Linked DNA regions of Mus musculus: regions 1 and 3 are each linked to region 2. A link is a contact called in public Hi-C and HiChIP or PLAC-seq data. All regions are on one chromosome and are shown on one strand. The core of a region is the stretch at or near the end of the contact, and the rest is flanking DNA. Distances in the headings are between cores, read along the strand shown.

Region 1 (2,700 bases), core at 151-2,650, 180 kb after region 2:
GTGCATCAAGAATAGGTGCTGCCTCTTGGATGGAGAACTGGGCCCTGACAGAGAGGTCCCTGCTCTTGTGTGTCACTGGAAGATTCTTTAGCCATAATTACCTGCTCCAATAAGTGATTTCCCCTGTGATCTTCCTTCCAAGAATATTAAGGTACAGTGCATAGGACAGAGAAGACCAACCTTACAAATTAGTACAGATGCTTGAAAGAAATGGGCTTGGAGCTGGAAGAGATAAGGCTGTGGCCCAGTGAGCTTCTTTACTATTCAGTGGATACCAAGGTCACCGTCTATATTTTGCATGTGAAAGAATTGGTAGTCGTTTTCAGTGTTTAAAGACCTTGTTTTTGAAGCCAACCTCTCTATCTCTGGTTCTTCAATATTTCTTTGGGCTTGCATAATTTGTAAGGAAAAGTATGTCCGCTAGCTGAAATTCAAATCCCAAATTAATAAATTTGACTCATTGTGGCCCATGAGATGCAAGAAAAGAACATTTTTTAGTGTTAAGCATTTCCTCTGAGACCTACAGTTTGTCCATCAGAGAGAAAAAAAAAATCTCCCATCTCCCCGTTTAAAAACAAAAAGTATTTGGAGAGTTAACACTTCAAACCATTTAGCATATATTAATGTCAAGGAGTTAAAGTTGAGCAAAAGGCATATTGATTTAGAACACCGTGACATTTAGGATAAGGCTGAAGTGGCAGTAACTCATGATCATTACTCACAAACTCAAACTGCAGCGGGAAGAGAACATAGCCACACAAGGTGCTTGTCTTAACCAGATTGTCAGGGAGTTCCCTAATTTCGGTTTGGGAATTCAGCTTCAGTGCTTTCTCTTGGGGGCATCACCAGGACGGCAGATTTCTTATGATCACTGGCTTTGCAGCACATAATTAGGACTTGTCCCCTGATTCTCAGTTATCCTCTGAGTTTGGTCAAAGTCAAGCTATGTTCCCCTAAGCTGTGAAACCGAGGAGATAGGATAGAAGCTGAGGTATGAAGTCATGACGATTAATGAGACAGGTAATGTCTCAAAATGCTTGGAATAATGCCCAATACATCTTAATGATTGTAACCATGGATATTAGTAGGTGGTCCAAATAGGGAAAACATTGTATGAATTTTTGATGGTAATTTTCTTTATTGGTTCTTTGCTTTAAAGCCCTCTCTCAAGCGGCGTTGGATGTGAATGTCCGTAATCCCAGCACTCAAGACACTGAGGCTGGAGGATAGTGAGTTTGAGGCCAGAGTGGGTTACACACATAGCCAGCCATTCAGAGCATCCTGCCTTTCCAGGCTGTTTGTACTTTCCTCACCCTCTAGGGGCCGCTGTGCTTCCGGAGAGCGTGCAGGTGGCTTGGTTGCCGGGAGATCGTTGCTTGGCAACCGCTTGTCCACCAGCCTCTAGCCTGCTGAACTCTGATAGACATGGCGTCCTCCAGAAGCTCCTCCAGTTCTTCTGAGGAGTCCCCAGACTCTGAGACATCGGTGTCGCCGGTGCATCTGCCCCCAACGCCGCCGCCGACCTCTACCGCGGTTCTCAAGTCGCCCAGCGAGTCCAAGTCGAGTTCGACCGACCCGCCGCAATGTACCCACTCCGAGGACTCGCTGCCCTCTGCCGCCTTCTACGGGCCCCTGGACAGTAAAAACCCACTCCTGGCCTCTTGCGAGAAGGAGATCCGGGAGCTGTTGGGCTTTATGAAGAAGAAGAAGGCTCTAGCCACCTCAATGGAACAGAAGTACGAATTCCATCGGAGGTGGTAAGCTGAGGCAGGGTGCTGGGGAGGGCGCCTGGAGATGCCATTGGAGGACCACGACAGGGGTGGGGCCCTGGAGACAAGCTGAGCTGTAGCCACTCCCAGCTCTTACAGCCCTTAGCTCCCCCTACACGTTTCATGTCTTCCTTCTCAGGTCAAAATAAAAATCTGCACAGAAGTATTTCCTAACACTGGGTTTGGTCTCAGCGTTCTCATGGCCTCTCTTGGCTCACTCATGGGTCGCAAAACAGGACAAAAGTAGACTTAAGACCAACTCTGAGGCAGTTGCTCAGGTCCTTGAATTTAGGTCTCAACCAAGTCTGTCATATTGTGAACATGTACATTTTATTCTCTTTATATTCCGTTGGGATTACAGAAACTTCTTTTCCCCTTGACTTGGTGGCTCTTTGTGAGCGTCTGATTGGGTTTTTTGTTTGTTTTTCCAACTTATTTCTGTGAACTGAAAACTACCAGTTTCTAAGATTTGGTTTTGTTCATGTTGCCATCTTTTTTCTGGTCTAATGCTTTCCAAAATGAGTAGTTTCAAGACATAGGGAAGCAGCGAAGAATACCAGACAGGCAAATAACTTTTTTTTTTCTGGTGAGTATTTTAAACTTACATGTTTTGGTCATGCATTTAATCTGATTACACATTTTTAACTTACATTTATAATTCAACCAAACATCTTAATGATTTGTTGAGTAGACATATTTTTGACAGGTACTTTTCTCAAAACTAGGAAGGCATCAAGTTAACAATAAACCCCTCTCCCCCAAATCATATATTTCTGTGAGTATAGTCTTGTACTAAACAAACATGGGGCACAGCATTCCCACCATCCCTTTATCTACTCCCCCCACCCCAAGTTTCACTTACCTGTGGTCAAAGGCTATGCAAATCTTAAATGGAAAATTCCAGAAACAAACAATTGGCGTTGTTTATAGT
Region 2 (2,700 bases), core at 147-2,646:
AGAGACAGAGAGACAGAGACAGAGACAGAGAGAGAGACAGAGAGAGAGAGAGAGAGGGGAGACACAGAGAGACACAGAGAGACACAGAGACAGAGAGAGAGAGACAGAGACAGAGAGAGAGACAGAGAGAGAGAGACAGAGACAGAGACAGAGACAGAGTCATAGAGAGTGAGTGAGCTTGGAAAGAGGTGTCACACAGTTAGTAAAAGAGGCTGCTTAGGGACATAGTGTAACCTCAGGAGCTAAATGCCACCAGAGACTACATGCACCTGGAATGGTGCTCTGCTCCTATGGGCTGTGGGTAGTCAACTGAGAGGGAGAGAAGGGCAAAGATCTGGTAAAACTCAGCCTCCTTTCAGCCATCAGTGGTTTAACTCTGACCAGACAGGCCACTAAGGGGTTAATCACAACAAGCTTCCTGTTCTACAGGATTAGGCTATGCTTGAAGTCGGTATAAGATTTAGATCAGTAGTAAAGCTCCGCCCGACGCCCCAGGGCGTCCTCCAGAAGCTGACCCATCCACTCTTAGCTCTCCCACTCACCCTTAGTGTTCCCTTCTGGGGGGCGGGGCTCAGAAACAGAATGAGCACTCCTAAGGGAGTGCTCACTTCAGAGAGGGGGCGGGGGAGAGGTGTGCTCTACTAACCCAGTCCCCTGTAAATGAGGCGCCTTGACAAGACATATCACATGATCACTGTCCTTTCCCACATGTGTCATGGGGTCTACATTCAGATTTGAACATTCTGTCTTCAATTCGATGTGCAGAAAGCCAGAACAAATGTGCCTCTCTCACAGTGTCAGAGCCGCCTCCCGTCAGGAACACTGGCGAAGCCGCTGACAGGAGCTGCAAAGAGCGGAGGACATGACTCTTGGTGCTAAGTTTATGATAAATAGTGTCCGGGCAGGGACTTCTCCAACAAGGGGCTGGAAGACTCAAGCAAAAGTCAGCTAGGTACAGAGAAAAATGATGGCGTCAGAGCTCAGCCACGGAGGTCCCATCTGAATGTTGCTGAAAAGCAAGGCGCTTGCTTGTCCCCGTTGGCACAGGCTACCGAATGTTAGGCAGAGGGGAAGGAGCTGGGGTGTGAAGCCCTCCTGGCCTCTAGCCAGGCACCTTGGCAGCCGAGGTGGCAGCTGAAACTCCTGACTCCTCTGCATGCTGGTTTCATCTGTCCCTCTTCCTGCCACATCCCATCTGTGTCCCGTTGCTCCTGTCCCCCCAAGGTGAAGTTAATTCGGAATCCAAGGCATTGTATTTCTCATTTCTGCCAAGACTCGTGTTCGTCTCACCTGTGCTGTCCAAGATGCTGAAATCTGAGCTGTTTCAGCACTGGGCACGCATCTCCATCAGAGTCTGAGTATGTGCGCCTCAGGCTGTTTGCTCGGCAGCCTGGGATTAGTGGCTGAGTGGAGACAGCCTGCTCGGTTTGAAATGCTGAAGCCTACTTCCTCTATTCTGGGGTAGCGGAGACAGCTCTGAGGCCAAGTCAGAAAAGTGGGAGTCTGGAGCAGTGTAGGAGAACCTACAGAGTGCGAGCATCCTGTCCCCCTACACCCCACTTCTGGTGTGGTTTCCATCTTCCTGTCTCTTGCCATTATCATCAAAAGAAAAACATTTTCCCCCCTCTCCCTTCTCTCCAGGGTTGTTCAACTTCCTTCTTCTTCTGTTGACCTTTCCCCAGACAGGCCTCCATCTCTGACCATGATGACCTTTCCTCCAGGCAGAGAACTTCCTTGTAGGTCTCTGCAGTACAGGCTAGGATGGTTCTTGGCTACCAAGTTGTAGGTTGCCCCAGAGAAACAATAAAGGGAGTGCCTTTTCTCCTTGCGCCCTGGGGTCCCATGCTGCCCCCTCTCCTCTCTTCTTCTAGTGACTACTCAATGGGTCATCCATCTCTTCTGGTCTGCCTCCATCACTCTCTCCCTCTCTCTCTCTCTCTCTCTTTCTCTCTCTCTCTCTCTCTCTCTCTCTCTCTATATATATATATATATAAAACTTATTTATTGTGTATGTGATGTGGGCTAGTGTGCACATATGGAGGTCAGAGGACAACTTGTAGGAGTTGGTTCTCTCCTTCCACCATGTGAGTCCCACAGATAAAACTCTGACTTGGTGGCAAGTGCCTTTACCCCTGGCCCAGCTATTGAAAATAATGTTGAACTCTGGGGCGCCATTTTTATGGACTCCGTTGGCCTCTGTGCCACTTTTAAGGTATATGTGTAAGGGCTTCTCCTTCACTCTTCCTGAAGTCCCAATGGTTTCCTAGTGTCTCCAGCACCCACTCAAGACATCACCAAAGACATCTTCTCACTGCCACTGGGCAGGCCACACCCAGTCTCTTCTCTGCCTCCTTTCTAATCAGTTCACGTGGAGCTAGTCACTGAACACCCAGGCACTTGCTTGCTGCCTCAGGGATACCAAGATTAGTATATAGATGTGGTTCTGGTTCTCATGAGCTTACAGCTGCTGCCCGGAAATAAAGAATAGGGGTCAAATATAATTTCTGGTCATGAAAACTGCCCGAGAAGTTGAGACATGGTTTGATAGGAAATTAACAACTTCTAGAGGCATAAGCCAAGTGGAACACGGATGCCTTGTAAGAATTAGTAAATGATCACTGAACATAAATTTTTGCAAGACATGAAAAGGATGGGAGAAGTGATCTATTTTACAACCTTACACTGCACATAAATTTTTGC
Region 3 (2,700 bases), core at 182-2,681, 160 kb before region 2:
GGAGGTGCCATTGACAGTAGAACTCTAAACAAGCCTAAAAATGTCAGAACATCACAATGGAACCCCTCTACAGCAAGGCTGATTCACATGAAGAAAATAAATGCTTTTTTTTAACCATTTTTTTAAAAGTACTTTAAATTTTTTTGGTTTTTTGTTTTGGTTTTTTGTTTTTTGTTTTTCGAGACAGTGTTTTTCTGTGTAGCCCTGGCTGTCCTGAAACTCACTTTGTAGACTAGGCTGGCCTCAAACTCAGAAATCCACCTGCCTCTGCCTCCCAAGTGCTGGGATTAAAGGCATGCGCTACCACCGCTGGCCAAATTGTTTGTTTGTTTGTTTGTTTGTTTGTTTAATGGAGTACTTTTCTTGAGGAGATTTCTTTTCTGTGCTAGTGCACACACATGCACACCACGTGGACATGTGCACACACATGCATGAACACAGACATATGCATGTACATTCACACACTCATATACTCACACAGATGTACATTCAGGGAAGCAGGAAGGGAGAGAGGGAGGGAAGAAGGGAGAGAGGGATTGTTCTCTGTCACTCTAGAACAATGACTGATGTCTTGTGACCATGAAGGGACTATAGCTGGATCAAAGTTGACCTGTTGAATGAGACCTGAATCTTTGACTTTCAGAGCCATTATGTTGTCTAGCTTTGCATTTTATCTTACCCTAAGACCTCTTATTAACCAAGCAATAAATTTTCATATCATTTCAGGCATTTAGAGAGTCCTTCCAAGAACCTGCCTGTCTCTCTCTCTCTCTCTCTCTCTCTCTCTCTCTCTCTCTCTCTCTCTCTCTCTCTCTCTCTCTCTCTCTCTCTCTCTCTCTCCTTTCTCTCTCTCTAGTAAAGTACAACTCCTTTGTAAACATGTTCAGATTCTTACTAACTCACTTAGCTTTCCTCCCTCCTCCTCCTCTTCCTCTTTCTCCTCCTCCTCTTCTCCTTTCTCTTTCTCTTCCTCCTCTCTTTCTCCCCTTCTGCACTCTATGTTCATTGGTGCTTTGCCTGCAAGTATGTCTATGTGAGTGTATCACAAGCCCTACAAACAGGTGTGAGCCTCTATGTGGGTGCTAGGAATTGAACCCAGGTCCTCTGGGAGAGCAGTCAGTACTGAGCTATCTCTCCACCGCACACTTCTGATGCAATTCCCCCAAGACATTGGAATCTGAGGTGTCATTGCTTTCATTGATGTTAAGGGGTTTTTAGAAGGTGAGGTCTGTTGGGAAAACCTGCAGCTACTGGCCCCTGTGAGCTTCCTGCTTCAAGACTAGGCCGATCCCACTGAACTGGTGTGAAGTTGAATAGGAGGCTCAACTTTCAAGAAGTTAGACTGTAGTTAAGTTGTGTGGGGTGTCCTCTGCAGTGAAGTGGTGTGGGCCTGGAAGCACCATTTGTGTGTCAATGGCGCCCTCTAGTGTCCAAAAGGCTTCACTTGCATGACTATTTTAAGGTATGACTAGTCCTTAATACAATGCATTCTCCATGGCTTCTATGAGAGCCTCACCCTAGCCTTGCCCAGGTATGCTGCTGGGGCACTCCCTAAAGTTCCTGCTAACTGGCTTGTGAAGCCAGAAAGCTCTTTAGATGATCTTGAAATGAAAGCATGTCTACACCAGGAAGCAAGGGCAAACAAGCCCCCTTGCTTTCTTCTCCTTTTGTGCCTGTGTTCTATGGAAGGGCCAGGCAACAGTGAGCCTCCCTTTACTTCCTGCCAGCAGCTGCCTCCTACTTTTGGACTCATCTCAGATCACTCACAACAGCCAATTTACCTCCTCACTCTTCCCGAAGCATCTCTGGGAAGCAATATTAAAACCAGCGGGCCTCTCATCATCCCACTACCATGCCCTGTGACTCCAAATGTCCCCCTGAGACAGTAACTCCTTCACACATGGCTGTTTAGCCCTTCCTTGAAGGATGGATTCACACATGCTGCCACATAGGCACAGACACGCCGGCTCACATGTGCACCCATACACACACCTTCTACAACCTGGTTGAAAACAGGATGCACGGTGAGACCCTGCAGCACCCACTGTTTAGCATTATTAAGCCAGGAAAGGTGGCTCATGCCTGCAATCCCAGCATACTGGAGGCTGAGTCAGGAGTATTACCACAAATTTGAGGCCATCCTGGGCTATGTAGAGAGTCTGCGGTCAGCCTGGACTTCTGGGTATAAGTTTGTGTCCCCCCCACCCCACACACACACAAATAAAGTTAAAAATTTACAAACTAAGATGGTAGTAGCATTATACTGGTTGGCTCCTCATCTCTCCAGGACACACTCAACCTGCAGCCGGTGGACTGCATGATGCCGAGGGAAACTGTGAACATCACTCAACAAAAATACACTTAAAACATTATGAGACTCTCCCTCCCCCGCTCCCCCCTCCCCCTGATTTTTTAAAACCTCAAGTATGTATTTATCAAAAATAAACTTTTGGGGTGACATCTTCATATCAGTGTCAAAGGGTTAAACACACACTCTCCTTCAAGCCTCCCCCAACCAAGATTCCTCGTCTTTATTCAGAGCACCCCAACTCTGTCCTTGTGCGTTGGCGTTAAGGTTTGCAGCTGCTTGGTGAGGATGCATTTATTCAGAGTTCCCATGTGAGTGCTGCATCTTCAGAGATACCCAAGCAAAGTGTCCACAGGCCTCGGCAGAGTGGACAGCAGCTTTCACCTCCTGGA

What was found. Hi-C and Micro-C count contacts between places; a contact is called where the count stands out from the background. HiChIP or PLAC-seq counts read pairs in DNA pulled down with a chosen protein or histone mark.
Region 1: a Hi-C map of bone marrow-derived macrophages shows a contact between it and region 2, with 54 read pairs. The contact joins the promoter of Cfap54 here to the enhancer-like site in region 2. A contact is called at or near these places in 9 of 39 promoter capture datasets (the 3T3-L1 cell line, 3T3-L1-derived adipocytes, the C10 cell line and 4 more), 2 of 15 datasets of contacts at CTCF or cohesin (CD8 T cells and the NIH/3T3 cell line), 41 of 484 Hi-C or Micro-C datasets (CD4 single positive thymocytes, Th1 cells, Th17 cells and 19 more), 30 of 115 datasets of contacts at active chromatin or transcription factors (CD8 T cells, the HPC-7 cell line, SST interneurons and 19 more) and 5 of 9 other capture datasets (adipose tissue, bone marrow-derived macrophages, embryonic stem cells and 2 more).
Region 3: a contact with region 2 is called in an H3K4me3 HiChIP or PLAC-seq map of bone marrow-derived macrophages, with 4 times the contacts expected there. The contact joins two enhancer-like sites. A contact is called at or near these places in 4 of 484 Hi-C or Micro-C datasets (bone marrow-derived macrophages, differentiating spermatogonia, muscle stem cells and 1 more), 4 of 115 datasets of contacts at active chromatin or transcription factors (the HPC-7 cell line, Th17 cells, bone marrow-derived macrophages and 1 more) and 1 of 9 other capture datasets (embryonic stem cells).

What each region holds. Positions count from the first base shown.
Region 1 is chr10:93,080,322-93,083,021 of GRCm38.p6, reverse strand. It overlaps Cfap54 (cilia and flagella associated protein 54), which reads left to right and starts at 1,400. Exons shown (of 68, transcript NM_001347060.2): 1 at 1,400-1,757. The coding sequence starts at 1,426.
Region 2 is chr10:93,260,202-93,262,901 of GRCm38.p6, reverse strand. All of the region lies in intron 3 of Elk3 (ELK3, member of ETS oncogene family), which reads left to right. Among named protein-coding and RNA genes, the nearest start is that of Gm32551, 23 kb to the left of the region's middle. Within about 2 kb of position 1,396, at least 183 of the 459 cell types and tissues checked have an H3K27ac peak or open chromatin away from gene starts, as enhancers often do. A contact at or near this core is called in CD8 T cells, SST interneurons, Th1 cells and 20 more, where this site is marked.
Region 3 is chr10:93,424,607-93,427,306 of GRCm38.p6, reverse strand. No RefSeq gene overlaps it. Among named protein-coding and RNA genes, the nearest start is that of Gm40742, 5.1 kb to the left of the region's middle. Within about 2 kb of position 1,431, at least 69 of the 459 cell types and tissues checked have an H3K27ac peak or open chromatin away from gene starts, as enhancers often do. A contact at or near this core is called in Th17 cells, bone marrow-derived macrophages and muscle stem cells, where this site is marked.